3 separate regions of the Hordeum vulgare genome follow, and all the other regions are linked to region 3. A link is a contact called in public Hi-C data. All regions are on one chromosome and are shown on one strand. The core of a region is the stretch at or near the end of the contact, and the rest is flanking DNA. Distances in the headings are between cores, read along the strand shown. Region 1 holds the start of LOC123443134 (protein transport protein SEC13 homolog B-like). Region 2 overlaps LOC123443133 (protein DJ-1 homolog B-like). Region 3 holds the start of LOC123443132 (protein DJ-1 homolog B-like).

Region 1 (2,700 bases), core at 15-2,514, 470 kb before region 3:
CTATAGCTTCTGTATGAAACTGCTTCAAAATGAATTTGATAAAGTGAAGCTAATTTTGGTGAATTGAAGCAGTCCCAAACAGGCCCTTAATCTACGAATCCATGGGCAAGACCCGCTCTAGCAAGCACAGCCGCCTACACTCCTTGAAGCAGAGGACGAGGGACAGAGGAGACGGACGCACTGGTGGAGGAGCACACCTGAGAAGTGGACGGAGGAGGCAAAGGGAGAGGCAGCGCTGGTGGCCTGATCCAAATCTGATTAATGGGAGGAGAGAAGAGGAGCTTCACGGGGGAGTAGGGGATAAAGTGGGCACCGACTGTAGGGCCGTAGGGGTAAAGTGATGGCATTTTCAAAGTATAGCAGGAGAGAAAACGATTTCTGACATGGGCCTTGGTGGGCCAGCCGGCGTGGATCCAGAGGAGCGCGTGCGGAGAGGATTGCCGCTGCGCGCGCAGTGAGTTAGTAATCGTCATATTTGCTGTATGAGGTGTGACTGTGGAGATAAATGTCTGAAATATCCCTAAGAGCTGAGAGATTGGTTGCACGTTGTTTAATGATAATTATGACATTACATATTGAATTAGAAAATTAATAAGACCTAATTGAATAATTATCAACAGTTTTTTTGACATAAGCAACACCATATTTTTATAAGGATCAATATGTAGCACACAACTTTTTGCAGAATGAACTAGCGATTGAACCCAAATATTTCATCACTCGTCAATACATCAGTGCATTACCAAACACTTGCTAATGCACATATTGCAGAATAAAGGTTTCAAGAAAATAAGCTAATTACCAAACACTTGTTAATGCACATATTTCTGCCAAACACTTGTTAATGCACATATTTCTGCCAAATAAGAGGGCATGACCACCAGTCCACCACCAGCAGCAGAGCATGACCAGCAGTAAAGAGGAGAAGGGAGGCAGGGCTCGACGGGGATCACGGGGCTCACCTGCCTGAGAGAACAAGAGCCGGCGGCGGCGCGAGGAGGTCGGAGGAGAGCGGCCGGCGGCGCGAGATCCACGGCGCGAGGAGGGGCGCGAGGTCCACGGCGCGAGGAGGTCAGAGGCCAGCGGCCGGCGGCGCGCGGACGGGGATCACGGCAGCGGATGGGGGCGGGGGCGGAGGCGCCGGCGGCGCCGGCGGCGCACCGGCCGTGACGACAAGCACCTGGCGGCGGCGTGGGGTACCCTAATCGCCAGAGAAGGAGGAAACGAGCGTGAGATCTGTCGAGCTGGGTGAATCGGGCCTGATCCTGTGGATCGATTGGATGGCAAAGGTGGGTAATTTCAGCCGAACTTCAGGGGTATGTTAGAAGAGCCACGCACCTCCGCGGCTGATTTCTCTGGTAGGCCTTGTTCGGCTGTCCAAGTGGATTGAATTGGATTGAAGGGAAATGGGGTGAAATTTGTACTAGATGGTATTTAATTTTTGTCAATCCATATCAATTTCTCTCATTTTCATTGAAACCGAACAAAACCATAGGCATACTTTGGGCCATACCTGGCCAAACGGGCCATGCCTGACGGGCCGGCCCGACTGCCCGCAGGCCAGGCACGACACGGGCCGGGCCCGACACGATTTAAACGAGTTGTGTCAGTCACGCGGCACGTCTCGGGTCGTGTCTGGGCCTGGAGGCTGGGCACGCGGGCCAGCACGACACGGCCCGTTTAACATTTTTATTTTGTATTTTTATTATATATATGTGTGTGAGATAAAAATAAAGCCCAATAAGTTAATATTAACCACAAAACAGCCCAAAATATCAAAATCGGCCCAAATAATAGCCGAACAAGCCGAAATCGGCCCAAATAGCGGCCTAAAATGTTAAAATCCTGACATGGCCCTTATACTGCCCTTGCCAAGTAGAAGGGCAGTTCTTCCACTCCCACTACATGCAGTCTATGCTGCCAAGCATCCCTGGGAAGTCCCTGCTCGCATTCATCGTCAACAAACGGGATGTATCTTCAGGAGTCGGCTCTCCCAAGTACTCAGGGCCAAACACAGCAATAACAGTCTTGCAGAACTTATACACGGACTCTAGGCATGTAGACTCGCTACTACGGACGTACTCATCAATGAGATCACCGGGCACTCCGTATGCAAGCATTCGGATGGCGGCAGTGCATTTCTGATAAGAGGAGAAACCAATCTTTCCAACGGCATCTTCTTTGCACTCGAAATAGTCATCGTAGCCGACCACCCCCTCTCTAATACGGTTGAAAAGATGTCTACTCATACGGAAACGACGGCGTAATTAGTCCTTCCAAAGAAGGAGATGCCCACTCTCTCGGTTGCGATTCAACGCAGGAAGGTGGCCCGGAATGGAGCCACAGAACAATGGCCGCTGGCTATTGAGGTGGTGATGGACCAACACGGTAGCCAATATCTCCTCCTCGTCATCGGACGACGAATCGGTGGAGTCGCAAAGGAAATTGTGAAAAAAGAACTCGTCGGCGGAGTCCATTTTGTACCTTGGCAAACTGTCGAACAGCTTGCGGACGTCGACGAAGGAGATGGTCGGCGAAGGGAGTCGCGGCGCGCACAGAGTAGCTAGCTGCCCTGCCGGCGTACGACGAGCGTGACAGTGAGGATCTGGCCGGGGCGGCGAGGCGGCTTCTTGGTCACGGTTACGGTTGTGTCAGGGGGTGGGGTGGGTAGCAGTCGGTTCCCCGGCGGCAAGAGCGTTG
Region 2 (2,700 bases), core at 198-2,697, 330 kb before region 3:
CGAAATTGATTATGTTCCCATCTTTATAATCATCCAACAAACGCTTCTCTACTTAGGCTACGGGTCATCCCTGGTTCGTGGAGAAGTTCCCTCCTGAGGTGACCGCCGTGGACGCGAACGTGGTGGTGGACGGCAACGCCGTGACGGGCACGGGGCCGGCGACGTCGATGGAGTTTGCGCTGGCTTTGGTGGAACAGCTCTACGGGAAGGAGAAGGTCGAGCAGATCACTAAACTAATGGTGCGCTTTCTTATCAACTCGATTGTCTCCTCAAATTGCGAGGTGGCAGCACTTTTCTCATCAGCTGCACTACCATATTCTGCTATGTTTTTTGTTGTTGTTTAGCTTGTGAGATACGAAGGTGGGTACAGCATGAAAGAACTCAACTCGGTCCAGTGGCACTGCAGCGGCACACCCAAGGTCAGGTACTCTGCAAAGCGCGCAGGCAGTACTGGTATTCTGATATTTCACTCCTGGATCATGAACTTCTCTTAGACCCATCGCCTCCGATTCTTGGATCTTCAGGTTCTTCTTCCACTAGCCAACGGCAGCGAGGAGATGGAGGCAATAACAATCGTGGACGCGCTGCGCAGAGCCAACGCGGACGTCATTGTCGCGTCCGTCGAGGACGGCTTCGATGTCACCGCGCGATACGGGACGAGAATCGTGGCCGACGTGATGCTGGACGAGGCCGCCGATCGGGCGCCGTTCGATCTGATCATCGTGCCGGCGAGTGGCATGCAAGAACTTCAGATCGTCCTAGTGCACATACGTACGCTGGTAGCCACTGATCGACTGATTGGCCTCCGTTTCTTTGATCAAACAGGGCGGCCTGCCGGGCGCGAAGACGCTGGGCCGCTGTGAGCAGCTCGTCACTCTGCTGAAGAAGCATGCGGAAGCGAACAAGCCGTACGGCGCCATCGGCGCCGCCACCGCCCATGTGCTCGAGCCCCATGGCCTGCTCAAGGTATGCGCTGATCGAGCTAGCCAGTACTCCAACCCGCTCACCGCGCGCTGACGCTTCGGCAGGATGCTGCAGGGCAGGAAGGCGACGACGTGCGCATCCATGGCCGGGCTGCTCGCCGACGATAGCGAGTGCGAGAACAGGGTGGTGGTTGACGGGAACGTGATCACGAGCAGGAGCCCCGGCACCGCCATGGAGTACGCGGTGGCCGTCGTCGATAAGATGCTGGGCCGCGACGAGGCGCGGCGACTGGCGGAAGGCCTGCTCTTCTTGGCCTGACCCCCCGTGGCCGTGTGGTGGAGCTTCACAACACAAGCTGTTGCCGCGCTGGCTCGCCTGATCATCCCGACAATAACAGCCGACAACAGTGGTGGTCACTGGTCATCATCAAATTAAGTCCCGTTCATTCGCACTGTTCACGGTCACTTTTACATTTAACATGTCATCAGGACTGTAGCCTCCACTGAGAGCGACTCCGAAGTCCGAACATAGAGGAGAACTACGCCACACCCGTACTGTGTTGTGTTTTGCTGCCGGGGCAACGGCGGCCACGAGGTGATGGTTCCGACGAGGCAAATGTGTGCCCATGCATCAAATCGCCCCTAAACGTTTGCATCACGTCGTTTGGACACTCTGGGCTCTGGGTCATTCAACATCGTGCACCCAACTTTCGTCGATCGGTCTGGATGTCTCAAATCCAACAAACACCAAACATGGTTGGAAAGTTTCCGACAGTCCGGACCTCCGGCATCCTACCCTCTTCCTCCCTCTCATTCCGTTCCAACTATCATTCCGCTTTTCGTGTCGCATTCATGCCTATTCAGAGCAGTCGGTCGCTGCCGCATACCAGCCGAATAGCGAGGCATTCACACCGGTGTGGCGATCGAGAAAGATGCTTTGGGCCGTCACTCCCGTCGCGTTAATGCCGGTTCAGAGCGGACGTGTCCAGGCAGGCCGACAGGACAACTTCCTACGAAATTCAAGTGGCGTATGTATGTCTGCTTGGCATTCACACTGGCACGACAAATGAGAAGCCAACTCTCGTGGAACGCATTCAAGTCATCGTTCTACATGCTCAATACCATCTAAAAATCGTCGGCCACAACACAAACCACACCATCTTCGAGACTCTTTTCCCTCTGTTCGAGTCGTTGAGGCGTCACCTCTTCCCTTCTTCCTTTGACCTCTGCGAGAAATGGACGGGACCCGGCGTGGGTGGTGGAAGACCCTTTTCTCGCAGAACCGCCATGAAATTGCGATCAAGGTGGACGCATGGCGTGCCCGACGCGCGGCTTGCATTACATCGGAGTCTGTGAGCTCTTTAGAGGAGGAGAGCTTGGACGAGGAGGACACGACGATTAAGGAGGAGGAGGAGCAGGCGCCCACACTGATTGTCGAGTTCACCCTACAACAAGCGGAGGCGCAGTACAACCTATCATGGTGGAGACGCAACTGAAGGAGCATGTATCACCGGATCCCAATGTTGCAGGAGGAGCATCGGTACAATCTGCAGCTCTTCGAGCACCATCGATTCGTGGAGGTCCAGGTTGTTGGCAAGTAAGCGAACAAGGAGGTCGTTGCAGTCATGCTCGTGGAGAATCTAGGCTTCTTGAAAGAGGAGCGCTGCGTTGTATGAGTTCGTACGTAGCGCCCACACCATCGAAAGCATAACTTCTTCCTAGATGGTTTGGTAATTAACAACATATATTTTAGTGGACTAATTATCCTATGAAGTAT
Region 3 (2,700 bases), core at 21-2,520:
TTGTACTCCCGTTGTAGCCCTATTGTCGTGCACTCGTTTTACATCAGCTATCCAAGCACTAGTTTTACATGATTAATTACGACGGCTGCTACAAATCAGCCGGATGATTTCTCTAGAAAATCATCCGTCTAGCGAGCCGTCAGATCAGTGTGTTGGTGGCCGTTAGATGCAGCCATGCAACTGCAGGAGCAGGGCGAGCGGCAGCTTCAATGCAGCGCGGCTGGCACCCCGTAAAGCTCCATTGCAACAGTGCGCACGCGGCCGTAGCTCCAACGCAACACCGACAGCGTCCGACGAAGTTTCATTGCAACCTCGGTGAAGATCCAATGCAGCATCGACGACGCTCGGCAAAACTCCATTGCAACTCCGGCGAAGCTTCATTGCAGCTCCGACTATGCTTTCGGACGCCCGGCATTGCTCCATTGCAACTCCGACGAAACTTCATTTCAGCGTCGGCTATGCTTCCGGTGGCCCGGCGACAGCTTCAAAGCAATATCGTCGGACTTGCAGTGCCCCCGTTGGCCACTCCCCGTGGTCACCATCGTAACGACGCGCACTCCATTGCAGCTCAGGGAGCCACGCGTGATGCACAAATCACAGCTCGGACGGCCATCCGTAGATGCTTCCCGTCGCAGCGGCACTAGTTCCGACGTCCATGGCATATTGTGGTCACGCTTTTCCTCAATTCATGGCAGCACGGTGGTGCCCCTGCAACAACATCGGTTCGTCGCCCGGGAGGAAGAGGATAAGAAGAGAAGAGAGCTCTGGGATACAGATAAGAAAGTGCAACCATGGCATTGAGCACACGAGAGAGACAGGGATCTACAGGGAGGGATGCGAGCGCGAGGAAGACAACGCACAGCCGCAACAGTGGGGAAGAAAAATGTGTGGATGTGCCTTGTGTGGGTGGATAAGACGGAGATGGGGAAGCGGCGCATGGAACCATCCAGGAACACGTGTCAATCGTGGAAAGATACTTACATCTCGTTGTTTTCATCCATTGATTCTAATTGTTTTTCATTAATTATATATTATCTAGTATTGAAAATGAGTGTCATGTAAAAACATTTTTAAAAATGATGCAAATTATACATCTAACGTTTTTACATCTCAAAAATACATAAATACCGGGTTTTCTTGAACCTTCCTTCTCAGTCCAGACTCGCATGTTCCTTGCCCCAACAGGAGTCACTCATTGTTTTTTTGTTATCCACAAACAGAAATTGCACGACAAGAAGTAGAAGAAGCATACCACCAACCGAGTACAGCGCATGATCCACTACCGCTACTCTATCCAGCAAAACCGACGGCGACCGAAGAAGACTCGCTGACACACACGACGGCAACCGCATTTCCATCTAGAAAAAGCGACGGCAAGTCAGCACTCAGCACGCTCAAGAACGGGAATCAATCCTCTCAAAAAGGGTGAAGAGAACGGGAATCAAGGCTACTCGCAGTCGCAGCAGCCCCAACTACTCGGAAGAAAACAAAGCGAGCCAAGAAGGCGAGGATCCCACTCTCGCCTCGGCATCGCACCACCTTTCCGCGGAGCAAGGCAAGAATCATCGCCCCGCGATCCCCGGCCGGATTCCCGATGGCCTCCTCGCTGGCGAGGCGGGCCGTCTCTTACCGCCGCCTGCTCCTCTCCCGCGCCTTCGCAGCCGCCGCCCGCCCGGCCAAGCGGGTGCTCGTGCCGGTCGCGGCCGGCACGGAGCCGGTCGAGGCGGCCGCCACGGCCGACGTCCTCAACCGAGCTGGCGCAAGGGTCACCGTCGCGACCGTCGCCTCCGCGCCGGCCGGGGACGAGGGCCTCCTCGTGGAGGCCGCCTACGGGGTCAAGCTCGTCGCCGACGCCCGCGTCGCCGACCTCGAAGGCGAGGCCTTCGACCTCATCGCCCTGCCGGTGCGTCCACCACTCCCCTCTCCGACCACAATCTACATCTTCTCCCAAATCAGCCTTTTTCTTTTCCCTGAATCAATCAACAACCGCCTACTCTGCCTGCCTAACTGTTCCATTGGCGTTCGCGCTCGCTCGCTGCAACCTCAAAGATGTTGATACACATGGCCTGATCATTTGGTATTGCTGCTTAATTCGGTGTAGGGCGGGATGCCGGGATCAACTAATCTCAGAGACTGTAAAGTGCTCGAGAAGATGGTCAAGATGCATGCAGAGAAGGGGGAACTCTACGGCGCCATTTGCGCTGCGCCCGCGGTGACGTTGGCCCATTGGGGCATGCTCAAAGGTTTAAAGGTGAATAATTCGTCAGCGTTTATGATCAGTTGACTGTTGTGAGGGTGGTCTTGGTGGAAAGATGAATTGTATTCACAAATTGCTGTCGTGCTTTGTTACCTCAGGCGACTTGCTACCCGTCATTCATGGAGAAGTTCACTTCTGAAGTGATCCCTGTGAACTCCAGGGTGGTGGTGGATAGAAATGTGGTGACCAGCCAGGGTCCAGGAACAGCAATCGAGTTTGCTCTTGCTTTGGTGGAGCAGCTATATGACAAGGAGAAGATGGAGGAGGTTGCTGGACCTTTGGTGAGCTATAAACTGCAGCACCCTATATCTGCTTCTTTTTGCTGTGTTACTGATTTTTTGTTATTAATAACATGGCAATTCCTATATATGATTCTGTGCCATAAACGATATTTGTTCACATTAGTAATACCTGCAAATAATTTATACCTATGGTGATTTCAC

The links. A called contact is a pair of places that touch in the nucleus more often than the background predicts.
Region 1: a Hi-C map of leaf shows a contact between it and region 3, with 3 times the contacts expected there. The contact joins the promoter of LOC123443134 here to the promoter of LOC123443132 in region 3. A contact is called at or near these places in 3 of 6 Hi-C or Micro-C datasets (leaf and seedling) and 1 of 1 datasets of contacts at active chromatin or transcription factors (embryo).
Region 2: a Hi-C map of leaf shows a contact between it and region 3, with 6 times the contacts expected there. The contact joins the enhancer-like site here to the promoter of LOC123443132 in region 3. A contact is called at or near these places in 4 of 6 Hi-C or Micro-C datasets (leaf and seedling) and 1 of 1 datasets of contacts at active chromatin or transcription factors (embryo).

The regions. Positions count from the first base shown.
Region 1 is chr3H:102,544,265-102,546,964 of MorexV3_pseudomolecules_assembly, reverse strand. It overlaps LOC123443134 (protein transport protein SEC13 homolog B-like), which reads right to left and starts at 1,264. Exons shown (of 2, transcript XM_045119409.1): 1 at 963-1,264.
Region 2 is chr3H:102,408,273-102,410,972 of MorexV3_pseudomolecules_assembly, reverse strand. It overlaps LOC123443133 (protein DJ-1 homolog B-like), which reads left to right. Exons shown (of 8, transcript XM_045119408.1): 4 at 57-239; 5 at 345-419; 6 at 525-728; 7 at 826-966; 8 at 1,029-1,581. The coding sequence ends at 1,091. Among protein-coding and RNA genes, the nearest start is that of LOC123443133, 17 kb to the left of the region's middle. Within about 2 kb of position 1,447, at least 2 of the 3 cell types and tissues checked have open chromatin away from gene starts, as enhancers often do. A contact at or near this core is called in leaf, where this site is marked.
Region 3 is chr3H:102,073,913-102,076,612 of MorexV3_pseudomolecules_assembly, reverse strand. LOC123443132 (protein DJ-1 homolog B-like) reads left to right here and starts at 1,270. Exons shown (of 7, transcript XM_045119406.1): 1 at 1,270-1,903; 2 at 2,102-2,251; 3 at 2,356-2,538. The coding sequence starts at 1,595.